2 separate regions of the Mus musculus genome follow, and region 1 is linked to region 2. The links are chromatin contacts, called in public promoter capture Hi-C maps. All regions are on one chromosome and are shown on one strand. The core of a region is the stretch at or near the end of the contact, and the rest is flanking DNA. Distances in the headings are between cores, read along the strand shown.

Region 1 (4,693 bases), core at 1,648-4,147, 96 kb before region 2:
CTTTGATTTTAAGTGTCTGGTTTTGTTTCCAGATGCCTCCCAGCTCATCTGTATTCCAGGGGTTTCAAAAGACTTTAACCTCATTGGTTCTTTCCTTTGTCAATTCCATTTGGTGAACACAGGAGGGATATAGAAACTAGAGAGGACAAGGGAGGGCTGTGTGTGTGTGTGTGTGTGTGTGTGTGTGTGTGTGAGAGAGAGAGAGAGAGAGAGAGAGAGAGAGAGAGAGAGAGAGAGGTAAAGCATATGGGGAGGGCTTGGTGAGGCTGCAGAAATAAATGAAAGGCATTCACTTTCAGCATATCAGCTATTATACCAGAGCAAGTCAGGGTGGAATTTAAGAGGTGATGTGTAGGACAGTGTAGTGAAAATGCTATTCGATGGGTTCATGTGGAAAAGCCCTCTAACCAGCAGTAATCTCTGGCTCTCTGAAATGATTGCAGTATATGAAAGAGATGGAGAAACCATAGAAATTGTATCCTAATGCCAATAGGGTAACAGCTCTTGGATTTTAACATGCAATAGAGAAAAGGCATCTATGCATGGGTGTCATCCATGTTTACAAGGGCCTGGCTAGCACTGTTTATTGATTTTATTGCAATTTTCCCCAGGACCCTGTAGATAGATAATTACTGGAAATGTCCATCATTAGCACAACAACAAATACAACCACTGTTCTAAGAAAAAGATTCACATAGGTCCCTGCGAGCAACTATCAATTGGCGAGGAGGAGAGTCACACAATAAACATGTACAGCTATAACTCCAGGCAAACACACACACTCAACACCCTCTGTAGCCATTGCACTGAGAAAATACACACAGCCCCCTGTGCAGCCATCACACATCAGGAAAACACACACACGACACCCCTATGCAACCATCACACCAGGCAAGAGCAGAGACATAAAATGCTAAGTCAATAGGAATGAACAGCTCATAAAAGCCTACTGGAATAGATCACATCACAGCCAGGTACATCTGTTCTCAGCACTAACCATTATCGTTAGCTTAAAATGCTTAAAATCACTGCGCATCCTCAGGTCTAGGGACAGATTATTCCAAAAAGATTCTGCTAAATAGATTTGGCAATGCAGTGAAGGGGACCTCCACTACATTAAAGTGATGCATTTTGCATCTCAAAGGCTGTCAACTGTATTTAGAGGGATTGTGTGATTGAAGAACAATGCTCCAGGACAGGATAGCAATTTTTTCTGGCCCTTCTAAATCTGAAGGTGATTTTTACCCCAAGTTGAGCTAAGTGTGCAATTGAATTGGGTAGCTCTCCAACTGGGAGGTGGCTAATAAAAGCAGAATTGAAACTAGCTTTCAAGTTGTGCTGCAAAGGAAGCCACTGCATCCTGTTTTAAGCTGGAACTCTCAGGTGGGATGTCCTCTGAAAGGTCTTCCTGAGGTCAGACTTCAAGCCACCAACAAGAGCTAAATAAGTAGTAACTACTGTCCTTGCTCCACACGCCTGCATGCCCCTTAGGGGGAATAAAGGAACCACCTCCTACTTCTTTTACCAATGCCTTCTCTTTATCCTCTTGCTGTGGTCTGTGATGTTATCCAAACCCTGTGACACAGGGTCAACACAGCAAGGGAGACTTGGGGTGTCCTGAAGACTGGCCCAAAAGAACTAGGGTTTGAGGTTTGTAGTTCTTTCTGTATTTCAATCACGGTGGCGCTTCATCTTTCTTCTGAGCGAGTTTCTACTGAGAAGTTTCAGACTAGCTTGTTAAGAATGATTTACACCATAATTCTAGGAAAAACAAATGTGAGTGACTGAGATTTGAAAGGAAAGAGTAGGGGGGAGTGCCAGACCAAACAAATCCTAAGTAAATAGGGTGGCTTTGCAAGGGTGGTAATGGGATTTTTGCTTGTTTCCTTACTTAAAAAAAAAAATGACAATGGATTATTAGCAATCATTTCTCTTACCTGGGTAGAGCCAAGCAAAGGACAGGAATGGTTCTATTGGCTCCACACAAGAGCATGATTTTCAGGAAGGACAGGTGTTTCCCGAATTCACATGACAACATCTTAATGAGAATGAACAGAACTGAAAAGGAGAACTAAGATTTCTACTTTTATTTTTTTCCGAATGTGGCAGAAAGTGTTTTGTTAGGGTGAGAGATAAGCATTTTCTATAAAACAATGCCCCAGTGACATGAGGTAATTACATGGTGGCTGGGGCACACCGCATGGTTTACTTAGAGAAATTGCATGATACCTACGTGATGACTATAGTAACACTAGTTACCACTACCACATTATCTCCTGATAACTATATAATTAGTTTGTATCATCAAAGCACCCTAAACGTGTGCCTATTCCAGCTACTCTGGTAGAAAAAAAAAAAATAAACTTTTTTGCAAAGGGAAAAAAAGCTAATGAAGAAAGTTGCCAAGAACAGATATTTTGTAATCTGTGCTAAATCTCTGCTGGAAAACATGAACAGTAACGAAGCTGAGAAGACAGTAAAAGAAATTCGGGGCAAGGTGCCAGACGCCCAGACGGAAGGAGAATGTGGACCAAAAGATTGCGACAATCGGGTAATTATGGTTTATGAATCTCAGCTTTAATCTGTAGTTCAGTGAGTCCTGATTAAATATCTGTTAAACACAATTAAAGTTTGTTTTTGTATTTCACCGTCTTGATCAGAATAATTAGAGACTGCGTGTTTCGTGTCAAAAGTAGCAAGAGGAATTTTAGTGAATGAACATCGTTTTTAAAAGCCATTTGTAGCACCAGCTGTTGGCATTATTTTATATTTTAGTGTTATCAGCATAAAGATGGCCCTCTGGATGCTGAACAGTTTCCAGCAGGACAAGGATGGTGTGCAGTTATGATGGGCACGTGCTGATAAAGCAAGCGTGTTCAGGGTTTGTGTTCTCTACAAACAGTGCTGGGGAGATGGAAACCAGAGACGGGTTCAGGTGGCAGGAGAGAGGAGGCGAGCAAGGCACTAAGCAATGGGACTTCTGGTGGTGTAGTCACCTGCAGCAGCATCTGCAGAGTCTGGATGGCTTGTGAAGATGGGTTGTTTATCTTAGCTGAAGGAAAGACTCAAGGAGGTTATGTTGGAAAAGTACTGGGAGTCTCTCCTGCCCGTGGCTAGAGATGTGAGCCTTACTCCTAGAATTGATGGAGGAGGGTACAGAAAGCACTTACCATATTAATAATTCTTTTCTGGGAAAACTGTGAGTTCTCTAAGCAGGCCATGCTTAATCTAGGTAAAATGGTAAAAGAGGACTATACAAGCCAAAGATGAAACTAAGATTCCTACGTCTTATGCCAAAAAGAGGGGTTAGCAAGTTGCAAGCTGCTAACTATTTAAATACTTTGATGGCACATTAAGATGTCTGTGTAGTTTACCATTGTATGAGCTTAAAGAAATGATATTATCCACTTAGTTTCTTGAGATTTGGGTACCGAGAATATTTTCTTTCCTATTATAGATTAATGGCCTCCAAGGAAATGTATACCGGAATCTTAAGAACCCATGAATATGTTGTCTGATATGACTGTGGGACTTTGCAGATATGATTAAAGGATTGAAGATTATCCAAGATTATCTGAGTAAACCCAAAACGGTCACAAAGGTCCTTAAAATAAAAAGAGGCACAAGGTTCACACCCAGAAGAGGCAGGAGTCAGGAGGGATGGTGCTGCTTTGAAGATGCGGAGAGGAGTCCTAAGCCAAGGAATATAGGCAGCTTTAGAACCTGGAAGATCAAAGATTATAGTCAGCCTTTGGAATGTGGAAAGACAAAGGAAGCAAGTCTTCCTTAGGTCCCCCAGAAAAAACGAGGGGTTGGTGACATGATCATGATTTAGGTGTTATTAGTTGTGTGGGGGAAAGGGTGTTTATTTTGTGTGTGGTGCTGGACATGGAACACAGCACTTTGTGCAAGTTAGACAAATGCTTTACCAATGAGCTGCAAATACAACCCAAAAAAAAATCTTTATTTTTAAGACCTTAAGCTTGTGATATTTTGTTATAGTGGCAAGGATAAATTAATATGGTCTCATGAACCTGCCTTGCAGACTTGAACTATCATTTAAAACTGTCTAGTTAAAAGTATGAGAACAAGTCTCTGAATTTACCCTTCTATGGCCCATTTGAAGTTTCCTTTGTGGCATCCTTTGGAGATGGTGCCTATGATAATAATCAAGTGAACCTGTACTGTAAAATCACGGGCAAGTTTAACCCCATCCCTCTACCACAACTTAGCAGAAGTCCTATCCTCTCAGGAGGAACTAAGAATAATTAGTTTTTCAGTAGTGTTATTTATAGAGATTTCTACCCTCTTCTAATTAACAATTTCTGTTGATCATCTAAAGAAAACAGTTGCCCCCTTCCTCAAAAGAGTGAGTTACACTCTCAAGCCTATCCATGGGTTTCAATTAATTATCAATCATTTACAATTGTGAACCACAAAAACACTACAGCATTGACTAGACTTGCAGGATTTGAGACCAAAATTATGTAAGATTTATTTAACATGAGAAATTAGACTAGCCATTAATTTTCCATGCGATCCTGGCTTTTAATTACTAAAATAAGTGGTTTTGATGGGAATGTACCCAGGAAGCACCTCTTTCTTCTAAAGTTTGTAAAACTATGTTTGAAGATCCAAGTGGGCAGATGCTGCCATTGTCCTGGGCTCATATCATTTGTCATTCATCCATTCA
Region 2 (4,614 bases), core at 662-3,161:
TCTCCTCCTCTAGTCTTTCTAAATTCAACTGCTCCTCTGCCCGCTTTGCTGTTCTTTCCCTACTCACTGCAAAAGTTGCTCAGGGTGCATCTTCCCTTAGCATGTCTGTTCCATTTTTGTGTCCCTGAAATCTTGTGGAAGAAAGAATGAGAGTCCATCAAATAATTGATTTAGGGGCAAGAACATCCTCTACTTTTGCCACTTTTTTGGGTAAAAAGTTAATTATGGAATTGGAGCTCCCAAAATACCAGTGGGGTACATCAGCTCATTTGATCTCCCAAGTTTTTGCATCCATCTGTGTAAAGGGCATCTCTGTGTCACTTGTCAGTTATAAAGGAGAGGTAGTAAGGGAGTAGGTGTTTATATTTTGTTTCTATGATATAAATTACCAAACTCCCAGAGACATTACTTGTCCCATCTATGATATATTAGTTCAAGCAAAATGTAGTCTAGACGGAGGTTTTCTCAACAATTCTGATTGCCATGTAGCTTTGTATTCTGTTTGATGTTTTGCCTATGCGTATGTATTTCCACTATGAATTTGTGTTTGTAGTAAACATTCTAGAATGCTTATCACTTTCAAATTAATCCTCTAACAAAAGAAAAGAGAAATCAGGACGGGAACTGTATGAGCAAAGTATAGTAAACAGTTTATCTTTTAATACATGCTGTACATTTTATATTTTTATACTAATATCCTTAACTTATAATCCCAGGGAAATGCTTTCTTTCTGAAAGTTCTGCTCTTAATGTGTTTATATTTTGAGTGTCGTTTGGTAATCATTTGAGGTACATAATGGACACTAAACTGAGCAGAGGGGAAATAGCTACAAGCGCCACCACAAAACCCTGAAAATGCAGACTAGGCTGAGCACCTAAGTGTGGCTCAGAGGGAAACAACTACAACAGTTGTCCACGAGTCAGAAACTCTCTCCTCCTCTTCCTCCCATTTATGGAAAAATAAAACTCATTCATTATCCCTGGGGCCGGACACTATAAGAAAAACTAGAGGTACATATATTTTCCCATGTGTATGAACTGTACGTCTATCTGTGTTTCTAAAGGGCACAGTGCTTATGGGGCAGAGGGCAACGCCTCACTAGTCAGCCCTCCTGGCTGGGAGGGCTGAATGCCTTGTGTTTGAAGTAACTTGATAACAAGGGGTCTTTTCGGGAACCCGTCTATGTGTGTGCTCCTTCAGTAATGACCCTCAAATTAAGCCTGGCACTGGGTGGCCAAGCTAGTACTTGACCTCATGGGAAGATACTAGAAGTAAGGGAAGTCTGGGCAAATCCAAAATTTCTAGGGCCGGTCACTTGTCACAGTTGCATGTTTTCTTGCGGGAAATTCTTGAATTCCACTCAAAAGTCTATATTTTTGTAGAATTTGTAAACGATCCTAAAATGAAAGTCACTCACCAAAAATAAAAGAAACTAAGTCTTTAAAAAGTTTTAGCTTAAAGGCAAGAGGCTTGGGGATTTTTTTCTGCCCTTGCTCCCCACCCCAGCCCCCACACATACTTTGCTTGGTTTCTTTTTCTTTTCTTCTCTTTTTTTCCCCTCTCCTGAATCCTTTTGTTACTGCAGCTGTTGTACCTGCATATTTGGTTTGTGTGTGTGAGTGTCCTCTCCTCACCCTTCATCTCTCTCCCTGTCTGCTGTTTGGGGTGGCCAGAGGATTTTCTGAGAGGGACAGAGGGAGGACTGGAAGAGGAAGAGGCTGTTGCTGAATGCAGCAGTACCCCCCCCCCCAAGTCAGGCAGCCCCGTCAGCTAGCTGTGCTGGGAGAGTACAGTGAGAGGTGATAGCTGTCATTCTGGGATTCTTCGTAGGTCTGACCTGAGAGTAACACACTCAACAGTCGAGGAGAAAGGGGAACATAGAGGAGGAAGAAAGAAACGCTCTTTGAGCTGGAATACACTGGCCCTTTCTTCCTGGAGGCAATCCGCTCTGGTTCTTGGCGACGTGTCCTGCACTATCAGATATCATATGACTTTTTATTTAGATTTCTTTTTGGAGAATGGCCTGTTAGGACTCTGTTTGTTTTCTTTTATTTAATTTCCTTCTCCCTTCACCCGCTAGTTTTGTGTATCTGTGTGTCAGAGTGTGTGCACGCATGCATATGTGTGTGCAGTTTTTATCTTTGTTTTTGTTCTGTTGATCGGATGCTTTATTTAAGGACAAAGCTTTAATTATTTCAGTATAGTGGTTTAATCATTTGCCAAAAAGAAACCTCATTCCAGGCTTTTGGGGGCTTGGGGTCCATTTTTAAACACATCCATTAACCCAGGAGGCTGCAGCTCCTGATGCCTGCTGGTCAGACCTTGGCCCACTCCCCCACCCTCACTTACCCCTCCTCCTCAGCAGCGTGCACAGCAGCGTGAGGTAGGAAACACCTGTGCGGAGTTGTGAGGGAAATAAAAGTAGAGGCAACTTCTTCAAATCTGGGCTCCTGCTTTCACTTTAATAAACTTTTTTTTCCGATCTTTGATTTTTTTTTTCTTTTCTTTTTGGCACCCTCTGTTGAGCTTGAAAACATCAGAGATAGTTAAGGATATGTCCGTGGCGCTTTTGTGAGGCCAGCTGAGCACCACTGGAAAGTGGAGCAGGAGTTGCAATCTATTCAGAGACTTAAGATTAAGTAAGAGATTTAAATAAGGTCTTTGAGATCTGTGCGCTGCTCGGTCAGGGTTTGGTGATAGGTGGTAGATGGGGTATTTAGGGTATTCAAGGCAGGGAGAGAGAAAATCCCAAACTGGAGAAAGACGAGCAGTTTTGCTGCAATTAGTACTTTTAAAACCTTAACTCAATCGAATTTTTATTTTATGTATCTCAAAATTTAGCTGACCAATATGTGATCAGCTATCTTTCCATGCTTGCTGTGCAATTATACTGACAATTCTTGCTGAATTTACCCTATAATTTCATGTATTTTTTTAGTTTTGGAGAGTTCAGATTTTAGTTAGAAAAAAAAAAAGCATAACTTCTCTCGATATGCCTAAAGTGGTCTATACATTATTCTTGCCATACTGAACATACTAGATTCTGATTGTATGTGTATGTTTTTGTGTTACAACACACAAGACTGCCTTAAAGACTCAGGTGACCGCTACATCCTTCAGACCTGTAGATTTTAGCTTCTTGTTACTTGTTCTGAAATTATTTTTCATGGACCTTTAATGTGCAATGTCTTTTTTTTTTATAACCAATTGTGAGTTTTGTTGAAACTTGAAGAGAAATTTATTCCACCCCTTTAAGAGTACCCAAAAGGGAAGGGAGAACTATTCTCTTTCAGCTCAAAAAAAAAATTTTTTTTAGAAACCTTTTTCCCCCAACGGAAAACTCCAAAACAGCTCTGTCTCAGAACGTTAAACTTGGCATGGGTAAGAAATGTGAGTTTTGCTTTGTTTGAGGAAATTTGTTTTCGAGACAACAATGTTATAAATATTTTTAAATTGCCTGCTGAGCATGCGCTGTCTCTGACTTTATTCATAGTTTTAAATACACACCAATGCAATCTTCTGAATGGCCACAGGTAAGGCTGTCGGTTTGTGGGATTCTTCTCTGAGGCACCTTCAGTGAGTCTCCTCAGTTTTCCAGAAGGGAAAGGGGCAGGAGCTGAGCTCAGACCTGGATACCCTTCTAACTATCCTAGAGAAAAAGTGAATTGCCCTCTAAGGCTTGCACACTGTACTTAGGGTAAGTACTATTCAACTTTTCTTTCCTGTATGAGTTGCCTGCCTTAACTTTCTGGCTTATTACTAGCAGAGTAAATGGGGAAATTTTTTAACTCAAGGAGGAATTTGCCTGAAACAGAAGATTTGCAGATTTAAGGGCATCTATTGTGCATAAATTTAGGGATCCGCGAATTTGCCAGTAAAATGCTAGCAGCTCAGTGCTTACAGAGCAAAGATGTGCTAGTCTGAACATGTCTGAGCTCATCTGGAATCGAAAGCTAAATCTAGGTGGGCCTGTTATAATACCCGAAAAGGAACACATGTGTCTTTTGTACAGGCTTTTTTTTTTTTTTTTTTTTTTTAAAGCCAGCCTTCCAAAGGCAAGTGACAAAAGAATTGGACTGGCCTCTTGCTCAGTTGGTCCTGTACTTTCCTCCTGCAGATACACACCCAGGTGCTCTTGCTGGTTCAGTGTGTTGTCATAGCTGCTGAGGAACAGTCTCTCCAGTCAGTAGTGGAAACACTTCCCACTTCCAGAAAGCTTTATCTCCACTCTCGATGTGATGTTGTCTCATGTAGGCATCTTCTGAGGTCTGCACTGTTGTTCGTAAGCTTCACAGTTCTCATTGCTCCTGCTCGAGTGCAGTTCGTCATTAGCTCTCTGTTATAGTCATGGTAGAGATTTGGTTTTCATTTTGGGAGGCCTTTTTAACTATTCAAACAAGTTACCCTCGAGGATGAAATTTCTCATACTTGTGACTCGGAAGTGAACTTGTCTTGAAAAGATTTGTAAAACAAATCTAATTAGCTGTTTGGATTTTGTTGTTGTTTTGTTTTGTTTTGTTTTTGTATTTTAAGTTCATGAATTTTAAACATTATAATAAATGTGACTGATCGGTTTTTAACAGAATATATTTTGCTATGCAGTGATTTTCTAA

Evidence for each region. Capture Hi-C pulls out chosen DNA fragments and counts their contacts.
Region 1: a contact with region 2 is called in a promoter capture Hi-C map of adipose tissue. The contact joins two enhancer-like sites. A contact is called at or near these places in 1 of 15 datasets of contacts at CTCF or cohesin (the NIH/3T3 cell line), 6 of 484 Hi-C or Micro-C datasets (the Ba/F3 cell line, CD4 T cells, the CH12 cell line and 3 more), 1 of 115 datasets of contacts at active chromatin or transcription factors (heart atrium) and 1 of 9 other capture datasets (adipose tissue).

Annotation. Positions count from the first base shown.
Region 1 is chr16:43,407,959-43,412,651 of GRCm38.p6, forward strand. The region is part of intron 4 of Zbtb20 (zinc finger and BTB domain containing 20); the gene reads left to right. It overlaps Gm15713 (predicted gene 15713), which reads right to left. Exons shown (of 5, transcript NR_046026.1): 5 at 2,560-3,723. Among named protein-coding and RNA genes, the nearest start is that of Gm15713, 9.9 kb to the right of the region's middle. Within about 2 kb of position 2,898, at least 33 of the 459 cell types and tissues checked have an H3K27ac peak or open chromatin away from gene starts, as enhancers often do. A contact at or near this core is called in the CH12 cell line, adipose tissue and uterus, where this site is marked.
Region 2 is chr16:43,504,625-43,509,238 of GRCm38.p6, forward strand. All of the region lies in intron 5 of Zbtb20 (zinc finger and BTB domain containing 20), which reads left to right. Among named protein-coding and RNA genes, the nearest start is that of Gm15713, 87 kb to the left of the region's middle. Within about 2 kb of position 1,912, at least 90 of the 459 cell types and tissues checked have an H3K27ac peak or open chromatin away from gene starts, as enhancers often do. A contact at or near this core is called in the CH12 cell line, adipose tissue and uterus, where this site is marked.